2 separate regions of the Anas platyrhynchos genome follow, and region 2 is linked to region 1. A link is a contact called in public Hi-C data. All regions are on one chromosome and are shown on one strand. Each heading gives the region's core, a stretch centred on a gene start, on an enhancer-like site or on the middle of the called end of the contact. The rest is flanking DNA. Distances are from core to core; before and after follow the strand shown.

Region 1 (2,646 bases), core at 73-2,572:
ATCCTGACAGCCAGCTGGCCTTGTGCAAGCAGCTGAACTGCTAGTGGTGGGAGTGTGCTCTGGGTCATGACACTGACATTTCTTTATTCCTTTAAATGTTTGCGTTCTCATTGAATCTTGCTAAATCTTTGGCCTCTGAAGTGTTCTGTGGTATTGAGTTCCTCATTTTAGTTACAGTCGGGGGAAGAATCTCAAGCTTTGAGATTTGGTATTGGCCATTTCAGGGGATCTGTCTTGTGTCTATCATATTTTTTAGTTAGATGTTCACAAGTATTTTGAATGCAACATAGCAGATGTGATTTTTCTGTTTTGTCTCTCAAAGCATAGACAGTTAATGGCATCTTTTTATAACATGGGGCTTTCTCATGCTGACCCAGATCTAATTCATTTACCTGGTTCCTATCCTGATTGCTGTTTATTAGCGTCTGACTGTTGTAGTCTTGCTCAGGCACAAGCATATTTCAGTTATATTTTACACTGTGCTTTGGGTTTAAAAGGTATTGGAAAATGGGATTTCTTTAATTATTAAAAATAAGTTATTATAAAAAATAAGTTATAAAAAGCTGGGGTTGGTAATCATGTCAGTCTTGCTGTGGTGTTTGAAGAAATTATTACGTGTAATTACAATTCACATTGGCTACAAAAAACAGAAATTCACAAGTTTTTCTGGGAAGGTGAACAACTCCTTCAGTGGTTGAATGAAAGACAAAATACTACAGACTTCTGCAGAGGTAATTTTTTGAAATGCTTCTCTTCAGATCTTCTATGACACACAAGATATTAAATGGTGACACCATTAGTAGTGTTTAGCAATGATGTAAAAAGTTGCAAGCTGAAAGTAGTATTGACTCCCTGATGAACTGACGGGGTGGTTCAGCCACCTTTGCATCTGAAGGGAGTGTAAAAAAGTGTAAAAAGAAGTTACTCACTTGTTAACCTCTGAAGAACTCTTTCCTCATGTTTAAAGCAGTGTGGCTTGCTGAAACCCAACATCCTGTCCAGTATTGTTCCAAGCTGGCAAACTGCTTACTGTGCAGTTCTCCAGCTGCACAATTTTGTCACAACATATTACATTTTTAACTTGTGGGCATATAATTAAGAATGACAGATGATTAGTGGGGAATAAGGGCCCCTCGATGACAGTGTCACAATGCATCAGTTTAACCTATGGTTAAATGGGAACCATTTCTTGTGTAGGATTTCCCAGTGTATTGCTTGGAGATCTTGCTGAAGAAAAAAACAGGTTGTGAAACACATGGTTATAGAGAATACAGTTGTGAGACACCCCCTGCTTGGTCTGTCTGTAAGTACTGAATATTATGTCCAGTATCCAAATCCCCAACTGGGGATCTGGCAGCAGTTTGTTCATTAAGAGACTGAGTCACCTCCTTGATTTAAATTCTGCTGCATATGAAATCTGTCCTTTATCCGACAAATGAGTTAAGGATAGTCTGTCATTAAAATAGGGGAAAGATGTGAATATTTTTTTCCTACAAATATAAATATTGAGGACTCTGGAGCTTTGCTTAACTAACAAGATGTTCAGCTGGCAGCGCAGTGAGTGGGCTTCCTGCTGCTTTGTGGCAAAGCAGGAGGAGCTGCAGTAACATTTGCTGCTCCTCTTTTGGGGGGGAGGATTCTGGAGTTGATGAATGGCAGAAAGCTGCTAGTCTCGCAATTACCCAAACGGTGTATTTCAGCCTCTGGCTTCTTTGTTTTAAGAATGCACCAAAGCCAATTCAGTTTGTGGTCCCTTTGCTCTGGGCAGGCAGTGTTTCCTGCACAGTGGGGTATCTGGAACACACACAGGGCAAACAGGGTAGTTGTGTAACGCAGGGCCTGCAACAGGAGAGTACAGATGGTGGTGGGGCGTGCATTGTGGCAGCTGCGGGTTGGACCCAGGAACTTGTGTAGCAGTGCTGGGGATGGCAATGGAAATCTTCCCAGGAGCTGAGTGTGGAGTTATGGAGAAAGCACAACTGTGGTGACAGGCAACTGAAGGAGAGACAGATTCGGAGGCAGTGGATGGTGATGTGTGGGAAGCTTGGGAGGTGGGAGGAGCAATTAGCATGAAGGTTGTAATGCCGTTGTGGTCAGTACACTGCAGGGGGTAGGGCAAGGGAGATGAAGCCACAGAATCACTGAGTTACAGCAGATGTTAGAAACCTTTTAAGTCTCTTCTCCTAGTACCAGAATTTCCCACTGACCACAGCACTCTCTTTGGGCACTGCAGGCTAAATGTGAGATCCCACATCCAATTCTGCTTGAACACGAAACTCAAGAGCACAAGGTTCTGTTCTCCTCGCCTCTCTTCCCTGCTTTATGCAGAGGAGAAACCTGAGCAGACGGCAGAAAAGAGCCCAAGCTATAAATCACTGGTCTGTCCCCAAGCTTCAGAGACACCTCCCACTAGACCAGGTTGCCCAAAGCCCCATCCAGCCTTCCCTTGAACATCTCCAGGGATGGGGCATCCACTTCTCCAGGCAACCTGTAAGCCTGCAACCTGATGATGTGTTTGTAAGCATGAGATTTTCTCATGTGGTGTATTAGAGGTGGATTAGTGGTTGTTAACCATTGAGTAGATGCATCTCATGTATTTTTAAGTGATTGCACTTTAATCATGTATCTGAGAAGCATGTTGTCCTT
Region 2 (2,646 bases), core at 40-2,539, 45 kb before region 1:
ATGGAAAACTTCAAGCTTAACAGAAATGACATTTTTATGTTGTGAGTGTATATATGGGGGTGTTTTATGGTTTGATTTAGGTTTTCTCTTTGTTGTGGAGCTGTGTTCCACAAACACATCTTGTCCTTACCTTCTGTAGGCTTGGAAGTAGTCTTATGCTGAATAGAGGAGGTTAGAAAGAAAGGGTGGTTTTTGGTGAAGGCATTCCATCATGTTTGAGTGTGCACACTTAACATGGGCAAGGAGCTGTTGCTGTTACTGGTTACTGTTTAATGGGCTGTGAAAATATGGGGAGAAGGTGCAGGTGAAAGTACAAAGTGAGCTGGGTTGTGTGGAGGGAGGGCTTCTCTTCCCAGACCTCCAGGCTACGTGTGTCTCAGTGGCTGCTTTTGCTGAAATGTAGAAATCAGGTGGACAGGGTTGCTAACGATAATAATGTTCGTTACATACCCAAATGTATTTCTACCTTTTAGGAAGGCATGGTTATAGCACTTCGCCAAGTGTCTTGTGCTCTTGTAACTCACCAAATGCGAACGGTACTTTCTTACCAAAAACGGGTGAAATCGGATGAGACTGACTGGGGAAAAGGAGAGAACTGGAAGGAGCAGGTGTTTAGAGACAAGTAAGAAGTCATGTAAAAGGCATGTGAGTAGGGTTTCAGCTGCCTCCCCTCAGGCGATTCTCTGCTATAGGCATTCCGTAGAAATAGCACAGCATACGCTTCTCTGGACAAGATTTAACGATTTAAAGATTTAATTTGAATTAATTATTAACAATTCAATTCAAATTACTTAATTTGAATTAATGATTAAAGTTTTAACTTGAAGATTTAAAGATTTAATTAAAGATTTAAAACACTTGTGTTTTCTATAAATGTCTTTGCCTGGAACCCTTAGGAAAAAATATGAAATTTATCCATTCTTCAGCTGATTCTGGGTGTTTCCTGCTGGCAGGACGAGGCAGAGAAGTAGGAAGGTGTACTCGGGCTGTTTGCTGCTCTGCACATAGATTCCTATGCACCTCATCCTCAGCGAAGTTCCTTTTCCAGGCTGCTCCGTGGGGTTTACTTCACAGCCGGTGACGCTCTGGCGTTGACAGGATGACTTCACGAAAGACCTTTGGGCGTATTTTTGGGTTATCATCACCATTTCCCCCTGCCGATAACCCCCCGCCGTCGAGCAGCCCCCACACAGCGCTCCCTCCGTCCCCCCTCACACCGCTTCTCCCCGCCTCAGCCCTCAGCCCGCCCCCTGCCCCCGCCCCGCCCGCTGCCCGCGCTTATAGCGGCGGGGCCGCGCCGCCACAGCCTCCCTCACAGCCGCCAGCCATGGGTCCTGCACCGCCCTGCGCGCTGCTGGCCCTGGCCGCGGCCATGGCGCTGCCCACCCCGCTCCTTCTCGCCCCAGCCCCGCAGCCCCAGCCCCGTGCCGAGCCGCTGCTGCTGCCTCACGGCCCGGGGCACGGCGACGCGGCGCTGCAGCACGGCGACGACTCGCGCTCGGCGGCGCTGGAGCTGAGGCGGGCGCTGCGCTTCTATGGGGCGGCCGTGCGCGCCCTACACGTGAGTGCGGGGTGCGGGGGGAGCCCGGCGGCGGGGTGTGGAGTTTTAGGGTGCAGCCCAGCTCGCTGGGCACAGAAATTGACGTGCTGAAGGGGTGGCTGCTGGGGCGCATCTCCGCGGAGCTGCTTGGGAAGCTTCGCACCTGGCGGTGCCTTTCGGGCTGCGGCTGCAGGTGTGCGGTGTGGCTCCCCCGTGCTGGGGAGCGCCGCAGCCGTGCTCCTTGTCCTCAATGTCCCTACCTATTGAAGTCCCGAAATCCCAGCAGAAAGTCAAAATTCTGAGGGATGTCTACGTGTGAAGAGGCAGGCAGAGATAATTCCCCTGTAGGTGAATTAGCCCAGCCGTCAGTTTGAGCCTTTCGGTCATTGTCTTGTCTTGTGCCTGGTCACTGATTAGCCAGCCCAAGTCAGAAATGCCCTTTTAGAGGCACAGACAGAGCCTTGCCAGATAGCGGGCTGTGTGTCCTGGCACTGAGGGGCGAGATAGCGAGTAACGTGCCCGATAAGGGACGGAGGGGGACAGTAGGTTGGGTAGCACCACGAGGTTTCTCAAGCTTAATGCTCTCATTACTGGCCCGTGCCATAAAACCACAGTGATTTGAGGCTAGTGCTTGTCTTGGAAAATGTAGAGGCACTTCCAGAATCAATCCTAGGGCTTCTTCAAGCCTGGTTAGCAAGGAAGGCAATTCTCAGATTGGCCAAGTCTGGTAATAAATGGTGTTTGATATCAGTCTACCTAATACCAAGAGGTTTTTGTGTTGCATTTAGTCTGTCACAAGGATTGTGAAACAGAAGCATGGCACAAAGTGTATGGGAACAAAGTATATGCATTAAAGGAATGTACTGAGCAGTCTTAAATGCACCTTCACAAGGTACCCATTTATTGTACGTTGGCAGGGAGTCCGTACAAGCTCTGATGTTATTTGGTAAGCAAAATTTACTCAGATATATAGTGGATAGTAAATATTGCCAAGCTTTTAAATTAACACATGGTATCAAAATATATTACGTATATGCAGTACATAAAATAATTTCTGCATCAGATTTTGAGTTGTTGTGATGAAATATGTATTTCCATAAAGTTCA

The links. Hi-C and Micro-C count contacts between places; a contact is called where the count stands out from the background.
Region 2: a Hi-C map of subcutaneous adipose tissue shows a contact between it and region 1, with 2.8 times the contacts expected there. The contact joins the promoter of NID1 here to the enhancer-like site in region 1. A contact is called at or near these places in 6 of 8 Hi-C or Micro-C datasets (F1 follicle, F5 follicle, liver and 3 more).

What each region holds. Positions count from the first base shown.
Region 1 is chr3:27,290,082-27,292,727 of IASCAAS_PekinDuck_T2T, reverse strand. No RefSeq gene overlaps it. Among named protein-coding and RNA genes, the nearest start is that of NID1, 45 kb to the left of the region's middle. Within about 2 kb of position 1,322, at least 2 of the 8 cell types and tissues checked have an H3K27ac peak or open chromatin away from gene starts, as enhancers often do. A contact at or near this core is called in subcutaneous adipose tissue, where this site is marked.
Region 2 is chr3:27,335,224-27,337,869 of IASCAAS_PekinDuck_T2T, reverse strand. NID1 (nidogen 1) reads left to right here and starts at 1,289. Exons shown (of 19, transcript XM_027453766.3): 1 at 1,289-1,561. The coding sequence starts at 1,328.